Regions from separate parts of the Sparus aurata genome. Here region 2 is linked to region 1. A link is a contact called in public Hi-C data. All regions are on one chromosome and are shown on one strand. Each heading gives the region's core, a stretch centred on a gene start, on an enhancer-like site or on the middle of the called end of the contact. The rest is flanking DNA. Distances are from core to core; before and after follow the strand shown. Region 1 holds the start of cox16 (cytochrome c oxidase assembly factor COX16). Region 2 holds the start of srsf5a (serine and arginine rich splicing factor 5a).

Region 1 (5,222 bases), core at 2,444-4,943:
CCAACACCACCTCACCCACCTCCTCGTCCCACCTCATCCACTCCTCCCCCCCCCTCCACCGTCACTGACACCGCTGTATGTGTTGCTGCATGGCCCCCCGACGCCTCGCCTGGCACTGGCCTCCCACACCCCAGGACCACTCGGGCACTCTGGGCGCGGAGGAGTTCAAGGCCTGCCTGATCAGCCTGGGCTTCGATATCGCCAACGATGCACAGGTACTTAATCGTAGCTCCTCCCCCGCTGCGAGAAGTTTAACTGGTTTCTTTTTTTTTTTTTCTTTTGGTCTTTTTCCCCTCTCGTATTTCTATCCTCCCTTTATTCCCACCTTCACTGCGGATCCCTCTCGCCTAAACTCCCTTTGTGACGCCTTCCAACATCCATTTTGTGGATTGTTGCGGTTTCTTCCTAAATCTACACTTTGTTCCTCCTTTACTCTCCCAATGGTTTCCCTCCACTATCTCTGCCACCCCTACCTCTCTCCTCTCTCCTCCTCTTCCTCTTCCTCCTCCTCCTCCCTTCCCTGTTTGTTGTCTGTCGCTGACCTTGTAGAAGAGATCAGGAATCATGGATGCTGAAGACTTCAAAACCTGCCTTATCTCCATTGGTTACAACCTGGTAAAACCATGAGCACTCTTCAAGCATCAACATTTGTTTGTGTGTGATTAACAGAAGTGGTAATGGATCTAGATGTAACCTTGACTGTGTTATTTTTTAATGATTTCTAGATTTTAAAAGATGGTTTACTTTCCATAAAGCTCCGTTAAATTAACGTATTAGAATTTGGAAGTCAAACAGCACCTTAGATTCATTTAAACTCACTCAAGTTACACATATTTGTACTAACGACTGGACCGAAGAAGGCCTGTCGCTGGCTGTGAGTTTCACGGTTCCTCTCTGTTGCCTTCAGGGTGAGAACGAGTTCTCCCGCATCATGAGCATAGTGGACCCAAACCGGATGGGCATCGTCACCTTCCAGGCCTTCATCGACTTCATGTCCCGCGAGACGGCCGACACGGACACTGCCGACCAAGTGATGGCCTCCTTCAAAGTCTTGGCAGGGGATAAGGTACGGCGTTTTGTTGCGGCATCATTAAAGAAGAGTAACAATGAAGTTCCTGTCGTATATTAAGCTCCACTCAGCCAAAATATGAATATTTAATACACTTTAAGGGTTGTGGGAGAGATACAAAAATGTGAAGAAGTGAAAATACAAATACAGAAAGAATTTTTAGTAACAATGGGTGGCTACTTAGATGTGAGAGGAGTTGCTCGTCTTCTGAATAATATAACTCTACATTTCCCTTCAGCTCAACTGAGCAATTTAGCATCTTTCAGCTCATTGTTTTGATTTTTGGGGCCAACTTAAGCATTTTGGTTCATGCTCACTGCTTAATTTTGATAACTCCAGTCTATAATTTCCAAAATAGTGAGTAAATAATACACTTTTACGCACCATTCTTATACACAGGCCATCAACAAAACAGGAACAGGAAGAAAATACATTGCAGGATGTGTTAATAGGTAAAAGGTTTGTCATATCAACCTTAAAGGTGCTGTCAGTATTGTGTTTCCACTGCCTGTAAGCTGCCAAACGATTAGTTAATGCAGGTTTAAAGACTTGACCAAGTAGTCTGTTTCAAATCAAGGAACTTCAAAACCAGAAACCACCAGAAAAAGGGGGGACATAAATCCATAAAAAATACTTCAGCTGGCAAATTGAGAGACGCATTAATACCTCGTCGGACTTCTTTTCCTTGTTACTTGTTGAATTTGTTCTGCCAGCCCAATATCACATTACAGAATCTTTTTAGTGCTTTCAGCTGCTTTTCTTACCTAAAACGTAACATTATTGTTCTGCTCCTCGACAGAACTACATTTTAGCCGACGAGCTGCGCCGAGAGCTGCCTCCAGACCAGGCGGAGTACTGCATAGCCCGCATGGCCCCTTACACCGGCCCCGACGGCGTGCCCGGAGCCCTCGACTACATGTCGTTCTCGACCGCTCTGTACGGAGAGAGCGACCTCTGAACACTCTGTCGTCAGTCGTCCTGACTCGGGACCACCAGCCTACCTGCTCTGATCACCGCCACGTCCTCCAACTGCCCCTCCACCACACTCCTGTCCTACTATGCTCATTTTTTGTATGTCTCTGGCCTTATCTTTTTGTCACTCTCCTCTGTGTCCTCCTCCTCCTCCTCCTCCTTCTCCTCCGCCTCCCCCCCCCAAACCTCTCCAGCCTCCTCCCTGCTCCCTCACACTCTGTCTACGTTGTATTTGCTTCCCACGCAATGCAGCAGCTCTCCAGGTTTACAAAGAGGGAGAGAGAAAAAAAAAAATGTTTGTTTCTGTTTTTATTTTCTTGTTGTCATTGTTTTTTCTTCATAAAATGAATAAAGTTAACATATTTTATTATACTGAACAAAAAAAGGTATTTTTCTTCACCTGATTGAAAATAAGAGACGAAAATTGTAATAAAGAAAAATTGCTGTACGTTCTCTTCTTATTCTCTGTTTGCCGCAGGGATGACTCGTGCTCTTGGTGGATTTACCGTTACAGTTTGCACTTAAGAAAATGTCTTCATCATAAAACTGTATGCATATATATCTTTATGTCCCTTAGAAAGCAGGCAAGAACAGGATCCGCGCTCATTAAAATGATTATGTTGGCCTAAATACTCCCACATGAGGTTAGAGATTACCTGCAGGAAGAGAAGTGGAGGAAACCGGCAGCATAGTGGCAGAGCTGGTGGAGCATCGTACCTCTGTAAAGTTTAAAAGTTGTATACCTTCTTCTGAGTGATATCTGTAGGGGCTTTATTAACCAGTTCAGGACTTTTGTTCTGTTCAAGAGTTTTGTATTCTTAGATTTTTCTTATATGAGGCTGCCGCTGGAGGGCTGGGGCCCATTAGTAGTTGCCTGTTTTGCCCTTTGGTAATCCAGTGCTGGTTCAGCCGTAAAAACAATAAACCTGATGCATTCAGGTGCAGCACCTGTCCTGAGCACAGACAAAGTGCTGTGAAAAGCTCTAATGAGGCAAATTAAGTGGAAACACCTTATAGAGCCAACAGAGAGGTGTGTGATATGAAACCAGTGGCTGCAGAGACGGCTGGAAAACATTAAAAATGTAAAAAAAAAACAAAAAAAAACAACAACCCCAAAAACAGACTCAGCGATCTGACCTACATAAACAACACATAAGCCAGAGGACTGGCTATTTAAAGTGATTTATATTGTTATTCTTGATGCCTGTCCACAGGTCGGTTTATGAAGTATCAAAAGAGAAGTTTCCTTGTAGCTTTTAAAGATGAGACAAAAGATGACAAGATGAAATCATCATCAACAACAACAACAACAGAGGTTTTGGCACAAACCCTTTTAAACATTTACCTATGGAAGACTGAAACCTCCAAAATCCTTAAAAAATAAAATAAACAATAAAACATTCATTCATCGGTTACATGTAAACATTTTCAAAAGATAAATGAATAACTAAAATGGAAAATAAAATGTGGAAATAAATAAACAGTTTAATTAATATGAAGGTAAATAAATATTGAAGCAAATTAATGATATCAATTTATTTCAAATTTCATAAATTAATTAATGCCATCCTGACATTAATGCTAATTCTAATTTTAATTCTCGTCATTAAAGAAATATATTTCGACGGACACACACCGGAACCTTCGTATCTCGACAGCTCTACGGACAGTTTAAGCGTCGGACCCGTTCAGGAAACGCCTCCGAGCTGTGACCTGCTCGATGTTGTTGTCAGTAAAATGACTTGTAGCTGACAAGAAAAGTCATGTTTAACTTAAGGGCGTTGCGGAGAAACAAAACAGTTAGATATGGAGTCCCCATGCTCGTAAGTAACTTAAATATTGAAGTGTTTACGTGTTTATTGAGCGTTGATTAGCTGTGTTAGCTAACACTTTAGCTAGCAAGTGCAGGATACATAAGTCTGCTAAAGGTTAGTATTTTATCTGTCTGCTCATGATAATGAACTGTTCTTAGTGATCGCCTTTGTTTTCCAGAATAGAATATAATAAATGTTTCCCGAACCCCAACTTTGGGTTTTAAACAGTCTTTAGCTTGTCTGGTTTAATCTAGTCCAGATCTGACAAGTGGTTTTGTAGAGTTGCTTCATTGTGATCTAGATTGGACAAGTAAAAATCGCCCTTTTTGTGTTGTCTTTCAAAGAGAATAGGGTTTCAAACTTGTCCACTTGTTAATCAAGGCCAAGTGTTAATGTAGTAGTTTTAAATAAGCACATGGTCTTGTGTAAAAGGAGAAAATGCAATGGAATCTTCTTTCTCTATTGCTTTTATGAATAAAATAAAGGATTCATAAATCTAGAAGTAGGTTGTAAACAGTGTTAAGGCTTTAACTATTAAGTGTTGACATGTAAGGGACAACTGGTTGTTCAGGTGGTGCTTTAAAGTTTCCCTTAAATGCTTAAAGCTGGAGACTACAATGAAGAGTATGTGTTAGGGAGGTGTTTTTCAACTTTATAGTCACTTTGGAGGCTGTACTGTGATTTGCGGCAGTGTTGAATTATTTTTTATCAAATGCTTATTTGTAAAATGTATCAAGGTCAACTGGGAATAAATGTAATTGTGATGTAATGTCCATTATTCCAAACCAACACCCTCTATCCTTTATTGTAGCAAATGCTCTTCATTGCCTTGACATCAGCATTTAGGATTAAAGTAACTAACATTACCTATTTTTATGTTTTCAGTTGCTCGTAGTTGGAGGATCCTTTGGCCTAAAAGAGTTTACACAAATTCGGTATGACGAGCAGAAGATCCGAAAAAAGGTTTGTCATAGAATTACTTTTACATTACAGGCATTTAATATACCAGCGTCAAGGTGTAATGTGGTATAAACGTTGACAGTTATCATACCAGTATTTACAGTTTATTCTACCATAAGTGATGGGTTGATAAAAAAATATATATATTTCAACGTCATATCAAGTTTTGTATCTGTCGGTGCATAATATTTCATGAAATTGTTTTTAAACTTTTGTTCAGTGTACAATGACTCCCCTCAGTGGTTAGACACATAAATGCAAGTGTGAATCATGATTTCTACCAACAGAGCAGAGTTAAAATGGCACGTTTCGGTATCCGTGAGACTGGAATCTCTCTGTTCACTGCAGTTGATTTTAGGCTTATTTATAATTGTATTTATAAAGCATCTTAATGAGAAACATTGTCT
Region 2 (4,911 bases), core at 2,240-4,739, 140 kb before region 1:
ACCTACAGAGGCCCTGCCTGTCCTTTACACAGATGACAGGATGACGAAGGCAGACTGTGACCTGAGCCCCGGGCGCTGAGGCGTCGCTCAGACCTGACAACAACTATTGTAGATCTGAAGTTTGTAGTATGTTATTGTTAGTCTTTTCCATGAACTTTTAAACCTTTGTCAGCCTTGTTCCCTGCCCTGCCTTCAGAGCTGCTTTTGTAGAATAACTAGATAGACACCCCGAGGCTACTTATAGTGACCGAGAACGGCTAATCTGCTCAGTCTCAACAAGTTCTCATTCAGTAACCTCTATGTGGCCTTCAGTTGATATTGTTGACTCTGCTTTCTCTGTGTGGAACCTAAATATTTAACTTTTTGGCCATTTTAGAAGGTGAACTGGTTTTAAAGAGGATCTGATTGTTGCCCTCGAGTTCTGCGAGCTCATAAAAAACGTTGCATGTTGAAAGGATTTGACGACCCATAAGCTGAGACGCCACACTTCTGATCATATCATCAAGTATTTCCTCTCCTTTTCCTCTTTGTAAATCAAAATGATAAAACCTGGGACCCGTTTTAAACACTAAACCGGCTGTTGTAAACAATCAAGGGCAAATGCTGTTCAGTCTAAACGGCCTCGGGCAGCCCCGTCACCATCTGTCAACATCTCAGAGACACAAACACAAAGAAAGTCAAGCTGCTAAACTGACAATTATTGACTTTGTGACCCAGTACAAGTTTTGTCTACGCTTTTATATCCAAATGGTCTTTATATTATTAACGGTGCGATAACTTCCAGGCCAGGAAATGTACATTAACACCTAGAGAGAGGTTCCTGGGGGATTCTGGTTTTATCACTTTTTTTTTTTTTTCACCAAGACACGAGCTGCCATGAGAAAAGAAAGCAAGACAATAAGTATTCTCCTTTAGATCACAGCCGTCGTTAGAGCAATAGTTTCTTTATTTTTGGGGAAAACATGTATTCGCTTTCTTGCCGAGACTTAGATGAGAAGACTGATACCACTCTCATGATTCTCAGCCGCAGTTCAGGTCGCCAATGACAACAGCAGACAGAAAACTTGAACACCAACAAGCTATAGCTCAAAGCAGCCCCAGCGACTACGGTCAGAAATAGCAAGAAGATGAAAAGGGAGAGATATTCCCCAGCCTCCCTTAAAAAATCACTAAATTTTGTTGTTGTCGCGTCAGGAGAAACTTTTTAAACTTTATGAAACGCTGTCTATGACAAATTCTTAATTAGTTTGACCTTGTTGATATTTCTGCAATGGTAAACATTAGGTTTTTTGTTTTTTTTTGTCTGTAAAAACGGGGACTTGTGTTGGTTTTTCCAAGGCCTCAGCACCCCTCCTTCCCCCGTTTCCAGTGTTTATGCTAAGCTAAGCTAACCAGGTGCTGCCTTAAGCTAGGTATTTGTCCCAGAGGCACAAGAGTGGAGTCAATCAAAACAGTGTACGTCTCAAAATGTCAAACTATTCCTTTAAGACCACTTTTTTTTTTTTTTTTTTAATGTTTTTATGATTTATGTGAACTGTGAACTGTGGATACAAAGCATTTTGTCGATCGTAAACAAACCTTTTTTAAAAGTTACATCCGAAGATGTGTTCGTTGCAATGAGCAGATCAGTTTCTCATCCAGGTAAAACATGATGTCATGAGGTTATTTGTGGTCATTGCGGTTTTAGCATTCATGCAGGTGAACAGCCCCGTGAACGTCAACCCCCCTCCGATCTTAACGACGGCGGTAATTATAATGGTGATGACAAACATTGTGATTTTAATCTCGTCCCATCCCTCCTGCTGTAGTGTGCTGAACAACAGCTGCCCTCTCTCAGGAAGGAAATCACGTGACTCCTCATGGTGGCATTCGTCTCATTCCCGCTGAACACCTTCAAAAATGGGGTTGAAAGTGCAAATTGATCATTTGACTTCTTCTTCATGTTTCTTAAATAAGCTATATTCTTCTTTATTTTGGACGTAGTCTTACATTTCACCAAGTGTATTGTGTTCAGATCCTTTGGTTTACGTTTTGAGTTGAAGGGAGCTGTACAGTGATCAGTATTCCAGTATTCCAGTCTTTGGCACTTTCTACAGAGCAAACCAGACAGGTATTTTTTTCTATCGTACTGTGTCAACCTTAACCTTGTATTTCCTTTTCCTAACCCAAGACAATTTCAAGAATGATGATATAGTACTAGAATAAAGAGACAGAATAACAAAGAGATGTTGTGCCTCTTCTGTTGTAACCTAAAGGATGGATAGGGGTGGGCAGTTAAACGATACATACTGGATGATGACATATGTTTTTCGATAACTAAAATTATCGACAGGATGTGAAAGAAATAATATGTTGTGACTTCTATATACTGTGTTGCAGAGCTATCGACTGGAGTTTGCATCCTAACTGGCTAGCCCTGGCCTGTTTCGGTCCAAAGCTCCTGTAGTAGCGGTGTAAACACAGACAGTCCTGTGGTTTCCCAGCTCCCACACCACTAGCTGAACTGCTAACTCAGTGAAATAGCTAATGGCAGCCTCACATAGCAGCAGCTGTATTTTCAACAGGTGGCCTTTTACCTTTAACATGTGTGGTTACATCAGGCTGTGACTTTTTTATACTGGATTGTTTTGTAAATTTAAGCAGCAATACGACGCAATTCATTTGATCTGTCAGATGTTTAACTTTAAATAGTTTTACTTTCACTAGATACAAACTACAAACCAGATATTTCATTTTATACATTAACAATTTCTAGATGCCACTACTCAAACATATGGGCTAATATCAGGTAATCATAGATGTATCATGTTTAGTGAATATATTTGCCAATAACTGATTTTTTTTATCCATAAAACATCTCACTTTGTACTTATTTGGTCTTTGGAAAACGAATTTATAGGAGCCTGATGAAGGATTTTGTTTGAGTTATGTATCTTATGTATCATTATCTGTATTCTTTTTAACATAACTCCAATATCAGTATTGGTGTCACCCTCAAAAAGTGAGAAAAGGTTCATTTGGGCTGTGTGCCTAAATATACAGTGGGTGATGACAAAATTATTTTAGCAAAGAAAAGGATACTAACGTTTTTCAGATTTAAAATAAGGAGCAATATGTAGAAATGATTATAATGAGGACATGAAGGAAGATCACATTGGGCTGACAAAGCAGCCAGCAACACTGTCATCAGCCTCAATTAGCAGCAATATATCAATATCAAAATAAACATAAAACATAACCACATATCAAAATATAAATAATTACATGGAACTGTGCGCAGGTAGTTTAAAAAACTGTAAAAACATCAGATGTTTTCCAGCTCTCCTGCTTGCTTACATAGACTGTGAAGTGGGTTGCCAAATACGTGTTGCATCCCTCTTTATGGAGAGCTAAAAAGCTCCGCCAATTTTCTTAACAAGAAAAAAGATTCACGTTTGTTTCTGTTTATTTAACCATGATAAGTTAATATAACCTCTGCAGTATGTGTGTGCACGGAAATGGAGCCAAGTCGCCAACTCAAAACAAGTTACGTATTAACTGCGGAAGTTAATGAGCAACCCCAAACTGGCAACGTGAGTGTAGCAGCATTTCCTGTTCCCCGCTCTTTCGACTCGCTCGCCATTTTAATACCGAGCAGAGCTCAGACGAGGCAGTCAGAGTTGCAGGAAGCCAGCGACGTAAACAACAAAAACGGAGACGTTCCGAGGAAACCAGATACGGTGAGGATTGTACTTGTTTAATGTTAAATGTTTGAATTAAGTCTACGGTTTCAAGTTAGCTAACCGCGGTGCTCGTATTTTCTGAACAGTAACGTCTTTGTAGCTAAAGCTAGGTGGCTAGCTCGCGTTGCTAACGTGAACTAGCTAATGTCGACCTCAAGGCGAGCTGCGGCCGGCATGGATCGACCACGCCACAAAAAAACGTTTTCAGGCCGTTTAAAGATCACCCAAATTTCAGTAAATATCGGCCATCTAAACTAGGATGGCATTTGGTACATTTTTAGATTTCATTGCAGATATTTTCACACGGAATTGACGTATAATTGAGTGAGTTTAGACTTAAACGATTAGCCTACTTACCGCAGCGTGTCCCTCGTAGCTAACGTTAGCTAGCTGGTTAAAGTTGGGCCTTTACTAATGCTTTCTAATCGAGATCACTACGGTCCCATCGATTGTAAATCGGCTATTGTTTGGCGTATTTTTAAATATGACTTAATCAACCTTTGCTTTTGTAGATTTTGGTGCTTTGGTAACATTTGCAATTTTGCAAAGTGCCTTTAAAATGATGTCCAGCATAATAAAATCGAGAAGGGACGACAAAATATGAAAAAACGTCATGTAACACCATCTCTGAAATGTACATGTGTGGGGAAAAACGTATCGCGATAGACACCTCCCGCAAAACATTTTGAAAACCATTTTAGTTAGGTTAGAGTCTTTGTATCTGGATGCAAGATGTAGGCCTACCTGGTAAGCTAGGAACTGAATGAATGAGTGTTTGGGGGGGGGGGGCGTTAGTTTCGGGCTTTTGTTTCGGGCTTTTGGTGAAAACAGAGTGATGTTAAACGACTCTACTGAAACTGGCTTGACCAAACCTAGATTATCATGTGGCTTTGATGCTAATCATGTTTGTCACTCTCAGGCTAGACTTAATGTGACCCTTCTCTGACCTCTAAGTAGTGTTGCACAACCCAAAAATCAATGTTAGTTATGTGTTTATGAGCTTATAAAATCAGATAAAATAAGTATTTGATCCTGAAGCTATGTTGGGGGTTGGTGCTGCACAACGTTTGCCATGTAACTGCTTTGCTCATCAGTAACAGATCTGTTACTAATTAAGCTTGGAAGCCCCTCTGGCTGAAATTTACTGTTGGCTATGTGAGGTCAACATACTGACCTTCATGCATCACAT

What was found. A called contact is a pair of places that touch in the nucleus more often than the background predicts.
Region 2: a contact with region 1 is called in a Hi-C map of an unstated tissue, with 2.7 times the contacts expected there. The contact joins the promoter of srsf5a here to the promoter of cox16 in region 1. A contact is called at or near these places in 2 of 2 Hi-C or Micro-C datasets (skeletal muscle and an unstated tissue).

Annotation. Positions count from the first base shown.
Region 1 is chr16:6,765,683-6,770,904 of fSpaAur1.1, reverse strand. It overlaps cox16 (cytochrome c oxidase assembly factor COX16), which reads left to right and starts at 3,693. Exons shown (of 4, transcript XM_030443803.1): 1 at 3,693-3,864; 2 at 4,741-4,818. The coding sequence starts at 3,805. It overlaps actn1 (actinin, alpha 1), which reads left to right. Exons shown (of 22, transcript XM_030443750.1): 19 at 135-215; 20 at 550-615; 21 at 908-1,066; 22 at 1,869-2,489. The coding sequence ends at 2,027.
Region 2 is chr16:6,901,202-6,906,112 of fSpaAur1.1, reverse strand. It overlaps srsf5a (serine and arginine rich splicing factor 5a), which reads left to right and starts at 3,489. Exons shown (of 8, transcript XM_030443791.1): 1 at 3,489-3,719. The coding sequence starts at 3,498. LOC115597654 (deubiquitinase DESI2) reads left to right here. Exons shown (of 5, transcript XM_030443800.1): 5 at 1-2,224.